Linked DNA regions of Ovis aries: region 1 is linked to region 2. Evidence: chromatin contacts called from public Hi-C data. All regions are on one chromosome and are shown on one strand. The core of a region is the stretch at or near the end of the contact, and the rest is flanking DNA. Distances in the headings are between cores, read along the strand shown. Region 1 overlaps RAF1 (Raf-1 proto-oncogene, serine/threonine kinase). Region 2 holds the start of RAF1 (Raf-1 proto-oncogene, serine/threonine kinase).

Evidence for each region. A called contact is a pair of places that touch in the nucleus more often than the background predicts.
Region 1: a contact with region 2 is called in a Hi-C map of muscle, with 2.9 times the contacts expected there. The contact joins the enhancer-like site here to the promoter of RAF1 in region 2. A contact is called at or near these places in 9 of 16 Hi-C or Micro-C datasets (blood, hypothalamus, mixed tissues and 4 more).

The regions. Positions count from the first base shown.
Region 1 is chr19:56,475,806-56,480,958 of ARS-UI_Ramb_v3.0, forward strand. It overlaps RAF1 (Raf-1 proto-oncogene, serine/threonine kinase), which reads left to right. Exons shown (of 19, transcript XM_060402677.1): 13 at 3,487-3,571; 14 at 4,191-4,367. Among named protein-coding and RNA genes, the nearest start is that of MKRN2, 45 kb to the right of the region's middle. Within about 2 kb of position 2,961, at least 8 of the 54 cell types and tissues checked have an H3K27ac peak or open chromatin away from gene starts, as enhancers often do. A contact at or near this core is called in hypothalamus and muscle, where this site is marked.
Region 2 is chr19:56,408,810-56,413,533 of ARS-UI_Ramb_v3.0, forward strand. It overlaps RAF1 (Raf-1 proto-oncogene, serine/threonine kinase), which reads left to right and starts at 2,225. Exons shown (of 19, transcript XM_060402677.1): 1 at 2,225-2,527.

The DNA.
Region 1 (5,153 bases), core at 1,711-4,210, 68 kb after region 2:
AGTCTCCTTTTGAGTGTGAATTTGGCGTCTCCTAATTGCAAAAATGCATTAAAAACGATAAAGACAGCAGCTGAAGCTCTCAGACTGTTAGCAGGGTCAGTCTCTTAGGGCGAGAAGAGGTAGCAGATCCCCAGACCGAGGACACTCAGGGGCCCCAAGTGAGGTCTGCAGCTGGCGGAGCCATGTGTGGGGCCCCCAGCCCCACCTCAGGCTGAGGCTCATCTTGACTGAGTCAGTATAAAGAGGAGGAATGGGGTTCAGTCTGTTTCTGTTCTAGAAAGCAGGGTTGTGTACAGTAAGTTTTAGGCAATCCCAGATGATTAAAACAGGAAAGGTAATTGAAGTATAAAAAGGTAAAAAGAAAAAAAAAACCCACTTGAGATTCATCAGTGATGGCAGCTCTTTCTTCTTCAGTGGTGGATGAATCATACCAGCTCAGTGTCTTATTGAAACTGTGATAACCAGTAGCAATGTATCTTAGAGCTTGTACCACGTTTGCCTCTGACATTACTGTGGAGGGAAAGTGAGACGTTCTGGTTTAGTAGCGCCCGCGTCACATGGTCACTCAACAGTGGCGCTGAGCCTGCTGCACGGAGCGCTGAGAGGGCGACGCTGAGTGGTCCTGACGCGTCGGGCCCCGCGGGCCATCTCAGTGCCCGCTGCTCCCTGTCAGAGGCTGTGCCCGCTTCCAGCTCCAGAACTTCAGACAGACAGCTTTTGAGTTCATGACTTGGCTTGCTGACTGGTGCCTCTTAGAATCCACTCATTTCTTCAGCCAGTGTTTCCTGAGCATTCTTCTAATACCAAGCATTTCTCTTAGGGCTAGGACTGAAGCCCTGAGCAAAATGGATACAAATTCTTTCTCTTACGGAGTTAATATTCTGGTGGGGATAATAACCAAGGAAAGCCCAGCAGATGGTGTGTGCTGAGCGCTCAGGAGGAACTTGGAAGAAGGCGGGTGAGGAGTGGCAGGCCTGGCTCCCGGCATTTAGTCGATGGGTCAGTGGGGAGTCCGTGAGGGAAGCAGCAGAGGTGGAGTGGGCCGCACCCCGGGCCTGTCTCAGGGACCCCAGGAGCTCTGAGGGGCTGCTGGGGAGGCGCGAGGGAGAGGCTGGGGCAGTGGGGTCAGGCTGTGGCCTGTGAGGGCCCGGAGAGACCCTGGTCTCACTGGGTGCAGTGGGCATCCTGGACTCTGCCTGGCCTTCAGGAGGCTGCCCAGCCTTGGCCTGAAGACCAGTGATGGGAGCTTCTGAGTGACCTGAAAACTCAGCCTCGCTCTGGGCGGTTCCCACCAGCAGAGAGCCTTTTTGTATGGGAGTTGAAATCGGTTTTCCTGTCTTGTTTGGCCATTGTTCTCAGCAAACTGGATCCCTGTGATGGCCTTCTTGGGGGTGCTGTGACCCAGACTGTAGTCTTAACGCACAGTCCGCTGGCAGAACTGCTAACCTGAGCTGGCGGGCCTCTGGGTCCCGTCTCCCCATCAGTGACGGGCACGACCTGGGGAGTAGGGTTTGGACTTAAGAGAGAGTGATGGTGGAACAGAGAACAGATGACTGTTTAACAGGAGTCCGTCTTGTTCCCAGCTGCAGAAAGTAGAGGCTAGAGGGGGAGGGTGCCAGCTGAGCTCAGGTCAGGGGGCGTTGCTGGGGCAGCTGTGTGGCTGCTGCTGCCCTCTCTGCGGTTGCCATGCTGATCAGTCCACAGTGGGACTGCATGTGCCCGTGTACCCGGGACTGCGTGTGCCCGGAGGAGAGCCGTGAGGGGGCAGGGCGTGCAGGGCGTGCCGACCAGGCTCAGCGTGGGGAGTGGTTCCCCCGAGGGGCGGCCAGCCTCGCCCGGCTCCCTCCCGCATCCTCCCAAGCCTGGCCCTTTGCGTCCCGCCCCGGCCCACCCTGGCCCCGGCCCACCCTGGCCCCTGCCCTGCCTCTCGGCTGACTGCCGCATTGAGCCAGTTCACTTTCACGGGGTTCTGGCCTCTGTCCCTTACAGCCCTCCGTCAGCTCTGCCTGCGCCGAGCTGGGCCTGCTTCAGGCTCCCCCAGCCCCCTCCTGGCCTGCAGGCGTCGCAGCACACGCTAGCGTTTCCCTGGCCTCTCTCTCTCTCCTCCCCATCACCTCACTGCTCCTGGTGTTCCTCGTCCAGAACTGCCTCTTGCCTTGGCTGACCTCCCATCTCCCTCCGAAGACCGCCACCCTGAAGACCGCCACCCTCTCTGCTGGCATACTCGCTCCTCTCTGGGTCAGCGCCCTCACCTGCGTTCTGTCTTGGCTCAGATGCTCCAGAATGGACAGTTACCCAGAAGGCTCTTGTCCGTTTGTCCGTCATCAGAACTTGGGGTCGGGGCTGCACGGTTCACCAGCTCCATCTGCCCAGGTAGAAGGCAGCTCTGAACACAGTGCGTCTCTGCCGTCCACAGGCAGCCTGGGCCCTCCGCAAATTCATGTGGCAGGAAATTGGTTAAGAACCAGTGTGGAAGCTGCTGTTAGGTGATTTTATTTTCACATGATGCAGAGATCGCAGGGCAGCAGTCCGTCATGAGAACCATCTCTCTACCATTTGGTGCCCCCCAAAGTGAAATGAGTGCCCCAGTAGAGGTGCCAGGGTGCTGCGGGCACAGGCTCAGGATGCGGGGGAACTCGGTCACCTCTGGGGTGCCGCTGAGCTGGAATCCTCTGTCTGATCGCTTTTCCTGAAAGCTGACGTCCCTGTAGGGCTTCAGGCAGTTTGTCATCAGCACTGTTACTGAAAGTGGCTTCTAAATCAGCCTTACCTATAAAATAGAGTTGCTCTGTGGGTGTTTCTGAAGTTACATGAAGAGTGATTGACAGTATGTTAGTTACAAGTACAGCTGTTGGACTGGGGTTCTAGTCTGGCTCTGGCTTTTTGGGCAGTGCTACCGTGGCCAACTGGCCTAGCCCCTGCATTGCTTATAGGGTGAGGTCAGCAGTGCTAGAGGGAGAAGGCAGCTGAGGATTGGAGCAGTGCCGCCCCGTGGAGGCAGCGTGCAGGCTTAGTGAGTGGTCAGGGGTCGTTGAGAGGATTGGTTTCTAATGGGATTGAAGGCAGAGGAGCTTCATTACAATGCAGATCTTTGAATCTGTGCAAGGAGCATCTGGGCCGTCACTGGCCCGCTTCTGGGCACCAGCCTCTGGCCTCGGAGACTCAGCATCTGCTGGGCGGTTCACACCCTGCTGCTCTCATCCTTATGGGCCCAGCTTGTGACGGTCACCTCACCACCGGGGATGCCAGGCTTGACAGGAACAGCTGAAACCGAGCCGGTTCAGGGCCTTAGGGTGGAGTTTTAAGGATAGTAGTATAACCTGTTTTTTTTTCAGCCACTTGAATAATTCAGAAATTGGCATAGTATTTGTCCTGTGTAGGTCTGTGATTTTTGAATAAGGGATTTACTATCTCTTCCTCAGACGAGTGTACGTGAAAAATGAAGTTAAGATCATTCAGCTGTACTGACTGTAAACTCATTTGCAGGAGATGTTGCAGTAAAGATTCTGAAGGTTGTTGACCCCACTCCAGAGCAGTTCCAGGCCTTCAGGAACGAGGTGGCTGTCCTCCGGTGAGTGTAGAGTGGGCCTCTGTGGAGCTGTGGAGGGGCGGGCGGGCCCTGCCTCTGGGGGCGTGCTCCTGTGGAGCTCCCTTTCGAGTGGAAAGGAGTGGAACCTTCTTCCAGCTCCTGTGCTCGTTAGGCCTTGAGAAGAGCTGCTTGATGGCACCGCCCTCCCACCGCCTCAGCCTCTGGGCTCACCACCTCAACAGCTCAGGTTCTGTTGCTGGGTTTTGGTTTGACATAGGGAGAAATAGGTTCTATTTTCATATTTATTTCCAAGAACTCTTTATAGCCAAATGGCCTTAATTTGGACTTCAAAACCATCAGCTTTTCAGTCTTTGTGGAGTCCCTGATTAAACTCAGGACTAGGCTGAGTGGATGGGTGACCCCTGTGCTTGTTGGGTCTGTGCTGCTGGGAGGGGACGCCTTCTCTGCCGTCCAGGCCGGCACCCGGGTGGCCGCCCTGCTAGCCCAGAGCAGCGGCTGTGTGGGCGCAGTCTGCCATGCTTGCTTTGCAAGCCCCGGGGTTGTAAGTGCGGAGGTGTCGGTAGCACACCAGCTGCGCTCGGGGGCAGGATGCACCTCCCTGTCTGCAGAAGCACAGAGCCTTTTGTTCCCCCTCCTCCAGCAAAACCCGGCACGTGAACATCCTGCTCTTCATGGGGTACATGACGAAGGACAACCTGGCGATCGTGACGCAGTGGTGCGAGGGCAGCAGCCTCTACAAGCACCTGCATGTCCAGGAGACCAAGTTCCAGATGTTCCAGCTGATCGACATTGCCCGGCAGACGGCTCAGGGAATGGAGTGAGTGGATGGCTTGACGAGTAGGAGGTCTGGGGTCCATGCACCTTGTCCCTAAATCAAAACCAAGATTAGGGAAAGCTCAGTCTGTTAAGTGGATTCTGTGATATTTTTGCACAGCTGGAAGTGAACCTGTGGGGTGGACTGAAAGAATGAGAATGTCAGGTTTCTTGCCTGAGCTATCTACCTGCTTAGAGCTCAGATTCAGGTTCCAGCTGCTGCCCTCAGAGTTCAGCCAGACACCCCAGAACACAGAGTGGGCCGGCAGCTTCTGGGGGGCGCCACGCCTCTGAGGTGTAGCTGTCCAGTGTGGTTTATCCACCTGAGGGTTTATCAGATGTCACTTTTCTGATAATTTACATCACCGACTTGATGGACATGAATTTGAGTGAACTCCGGGAGATGGAGATTGAAAGGGAGGCCTGGCATGCTGCGATTCATGGGGTTGCAAAGAGTTGGACATGACTGAGCGACTCAACTGAGCTGAAGTTGTGCTTGCAAGTGGTTTATAAAATCTCCTGTCGTGCTTGTAAAATTCATACGGAATTTGCATGGTATACATTTTCAGAAATGACTAGTGACTCGTTTTATTCAGAGTTGTGCAGCCATTACCACTATCCAATTTTAGAACATTTTCAAGATTAATTAGATGGAAGTCTTTTGTGTCTGGCTTCTTTCCCTTGGCTTGTTTTTGAGGCGTTCATCTATGTTGCAGTGTGTTAGTACTGCAGTCCTTTCTGTGGCTGAAGAACAGTCGGCTGTACAGATATGGTTTTACTTGTTTATCAG
Region 2 (4,724 bases), core at 975-3,474:
GGAAGTGGCAGAGTTCAAGCTTGAACCTCGGCGGTCAGCCTCAACTCCCAGGCTCTGTGCTGTTTTCCATGTTTTATCTCATTTAATCCTGTGAGTCACATATTGTTGACTCAGGCTGGGACCTGGGACCCTTCACTGCAATTCTTATACCTTATCAGCCCTTTGATCAATTTCTATTGAATAAGGAGGCCAAGAACCTTCACAGGAAACGACGTTGTGAAATTCGTTCAGTAGTGTCCAACTCTTTGTGACCCCATGGACTATACAGTACATGGAATTCTCCAGGCCAGAATACTGGAGTGGGTAGCCTTTCCCTTCTCCAGGGGATCTTCCCAACCAAGGGATTGAACCTAGGTCTCCTGCATTGCGGGCGGATTATTTACTAGCTGAGCCACAAGGGAAGCCCAAGAATACTGGAGTGGGTAGCCTATCCCTTCTCCAGCAGATCTTCCCGACCCAGGAATCAAACTGGGGTCTACTGCATTGCAGGTGGATTCTTTACCAACTGAGCTATTGGGGAAGCCCAAATATCATTATTATAGGAAATGTCATTATTCCTAATTAAAAAAATATCCCCTCATGGTCCTCCCTATTCAATGTCTTCCCGTCTTTCCCCTGCATGGACTCCCTTTCCATACTTATGCGTATTTGTATACTTATGTATTTGTCTTTACATATTACTTTATATTTATATATAGGTCCACATACTCTTTTTAAAAAAATAATTTTATTTATTTAGGCTCTTCTCTAGTTGCAGCAAGTTTAGGGGGGCTACTCTCCAGTCGAGGTGTGCGGGCTTCTCATTGCAGTGGCTCTTGCTGCTGTCGAGCACGGCCCTAGCTAGGGCTTGCAGGCTTCACTAGCTGCAGTACATGGCGCAGTAGTTGCGGATCCTGGGTTCTAGGGCACAGGCTCAGCAGTTAAGGCACATGAGCTTAGCTGCTCCTCGGCATGTGGGATCTTCCCGGATCAGGAATGGAACCCCTGTCTCTTGTATTGGCAGGTGGATTCTTTTCCACTGAGCCACCGAGGAAGCCGAGTCCTACACATAGTGTTGCTTCATCTTCATTTCCCTTTATACTGTACATAGGACTGACTATATTTTCTTTGGCTTTCTCTTTACAAGACAGAGCTTTTGATTATTGCTGACTTCCCAATACGGAGAATAACATCAGGCTTTCAATAAAAATTTAAATTAAAAAATGTACATGGTGTTGGGTAGCATTGTGTGCCCCTGTGAGAATGAACAGTCATTCTGTACATGTTCTACTTTTTAAAATGTAATGTCTTCGATGAAAAAAAAAAATCAGTATATAGAACTAGCTGATTCTTTTTAACAAATGGATATCATGGACTGTGGAGATAGCACCCTTTATTTGAGCAGTTTCCTTTTTAACTAAGTAACATTTTTTTCCAGTGTCATCTCTAAGGCAAACAGCATGGCAATGAACATTTTAGCGAGTGCCTTTTTGTGCTCTAGAATTAGTGTCCAGAGCGGACCTGCTGGGGCGATGGGTATATGCATTAAAATATCCATTTGTTGTTGCTGTTTAGTAGCTACACTGTGTCTCTTTTGCAACTCTATGGACTGTAGCCGCCAGGCTCCTCTGTCCATGGGGTTTCCCAAGCAAGAATACTGGAGTGGGTAGCCGTTCCCTTCTTCAGCGGTCTTTCAGACTCAGGGATCCAACCTGGGTCTCCTGCAGGCAGACTCTTTCCCGTCTGAGCCAGCAAGGAACTGAGACTCAGAAGTTTACTGACTTTCCCACATGATGGGTAAACGACAGAGTCGCGATGTGTCTCCTGATGCGTCGGACTCCAGGGAGAACACGCCAAAGCTGGACACTGTTCTCTACACTGAGTCCTCGGGCTCATTTGGTTATCTCTGGACCTTGAGATATCACCAGGCTGGCCTTCTTCTCCCTTTTAAGTCTCAGACTCCTTCGGGGCAGCTAAACTCTGACCCTCCTCGACCGCCACTCCGTTGGCCGATCAGCACCCGCCCTAGAGCCTTTACGGCTCGGAAATGGCGATCAGCGCGATCTCTAGGCCACGCCCACTGGGAGGTGGGACCAGAGTTCAGGCCAGAGCGATGGATGCCCGAGCCAAGTTTGAAGTCGGCTCCTAGGCGGGCTCGCGCAGAAGCAGAGCTGGTGGCGGCGCAGGTCGGGAGGAGGAGCACCGAATGTAGGGCTCGCCTGCCGGGGCCGCCCGAGAGTCTCTCAAGTGCGGGCGCTGGGGCCGCCATCTTAGATGGCGGGATTAAGGCGAGAACGAGAGTGAGACGGGAAGGCTTTCCTGCCGCTCTTGGGCCCCGGAGAGGGACAGGTGGCCGGGCTTTGGGGTGTGTGCCCTGAGGCCGCGGAGCGCGAGTGGGACAATGCGAGAGCTGCCCGGGGCCCCGTCCCCTGGGCTGGGGACGCGCCGAATGTGATCGCCTCCCGCTCCCTCACCCGCCGCGGGGAGGAGGAGCGGACCAGACGCCGCCGCCGGACGACTGGACGCGGAGGCGGCCGGGCTCCCTCAGGTAGGCTGCAGGGCCGGGCCGTGGGAGCGGGGCGGCGGGGCTGAGTGGGCCGGGTTCCCGGGCGGCCCGGCTAGGGCGTCGCTGACGGAACGGCCCCGCGGCGGTCGGGCGGAGGGCCGGGCCAGGCCGCTGTCACCCCGGGTGGCGCTGGGCGGGCGGGGGCCCCGGGGCTCGGTGTCATGGCCGGCGAGCCGAGTCCCCACATTCCCCACTCAGGATTTCCTTGTGTTTCGGGGAGACGTGCGGGCGCCACCCGAGTTCCCGCTGCACAGTCCTTGTGTTTCGGCCACGGGAAAATCCGCCCAGAGACGCCTCGAATCCGTGTTGTCACTGAGGTGGACCACCGTCGTTTCTTTCTGGCCGCAGAGTGGGGGGACCCGGGCTTGCATCTTCTCTCAAGTGACACCCTTTTCGGGAAGGTGAGAGCGGTCGGGGACAAGAGGAGGAAGTAGGTCGGTGTCCCACCACAAAGGACGGGATCGGGGCCTCCCCTTGGGGCTCAGGACTCTGCGCGTTACTGATGATACCGTTGGGATGCTTATACTGACGGTCGGCCCCAGGATGCTTGGGAATAAAGATCCAGGGCTCCTTTGTGTGAAGTGAGAGCCGCCTGGACGCTTCGGCTGTGCAGCTGCAGAGGCTCTGCAGAGCTAGTCGATGCCCCGAGAGAGGCGTTTGGACGTGAGGAGAGGCGAGGCGGCTGTGTTCATTCATTGTTCTCTCTCAGGGGGCCAGGGTGTGCCCCTTTCTCTGGTGGGAGGAAGGTTAGGGTCTGCTGTGCCTCCTCTAGGTGTGACGGGGTTCTGAAAAGTCGTAAGGAGGGAATGGATTCAGCCCGCGTTCATTATTTCTGCCTGCTTCGTCCGCTCGGGTCTGAGTGGAGGTAGGCGGCCCCTCTGTTCGCTCCCAAATGTGAAAACAAGACGCTGTGATTAGGATGGGTTTACCCAGGGTCGTGCTAGTTTGGTACGACTCATTTTGCTTGGGGGAGTTGAGGGAGCATGTAGACTGGAGGGGGATTTTCGTGCTGAGCAAATGCTCTTCAGGTGGGGAGGGCGGAGCAGGCTAAGCTGAGGAAACAGCTGGTACAGAGGCCCCGAGATGTGCAGGAGTTGGAATGAATTTGGGGAGCAGCAAGCCGTCTGGGGTGCAGGAAGGAAGTGGTGAGAGATGAGGGTCTGAAACAAAGGTTGCCTAGCTTGCGAAGGATCTTTCTTTGTTGAAGATCGTGAGCTAGTTGGTTTAATTGGAGTTATTTTAGACGAATGTTGCTAATTTTCTTGCTGATAATCGATTTTCCCCCTTCTCTTGATGATGTTAAAGCTGTTAGTAATTGCACAGATTTACTTTGTTAAGCTCCGTCAAGAACATTTTGATAAATGCTTTACGTCAAATATTTTGCTCTTGCACTGTGGTGAATGAACAGAATTCATATTTCTCGGGATTCTTGCAAAAGGTTCTTCTGAAGTTGTGCTTGGTCACAAAAGTGTTGTCTTTATAAATGTAAGGCAGTCTACTATAACCGCATTTTAAATGGTTGTTGACAACATAAATTGTGCTCCCCAGTTGCTTAGAAATTGGCAGATTATATGAAACAATCTGAAAAATTGTAGAATGCAACTATTTCTAGTTTAGTAGATGTTTTATATAGTAAACTGTTCGGATTGATTCTGTGGATTCCAGTTCTGTTTTAAAGTCTTTAGCTCTATGAACATAATTTTCCCCAAAGAGCTGTATTGTTGTGCTTAATGTTTGTGCTAAAGTGACTATTATGATATTAACAGACTTCATCTAGAAGTTCCTGAATCTTTTTTGGGTTGTGATGATTATATACCACTCCAGAACATTAAGATTAAAATTCTTTTGGTTTGTTTTCACCCTTATCACTTTAAGGGCTTGCTGTTTAAAATGCAACAGAAACATTTGACCCAGTTGAACACAGGATACTTGGGAAAATTAACCTGTTACTCTTTCTGTGTAAAAGCTTATTATCTTTTAGATATGCAGTGTTTGTGATTATAAGTTGTAGTGAAATTGCTTAGTTTTCTAAAATTCTTATTTAACAACAATTAAAAGATGTGTATGCCTTCAAAGGAGAAGGCTTGAGTGAAGTACAGGAGAACATATTTTATAGGTTTTGGTTTTGCAGGAGAAAACAGTGAGAAGCAGATTAAGCTGGTCACTTACGATGAAAAGT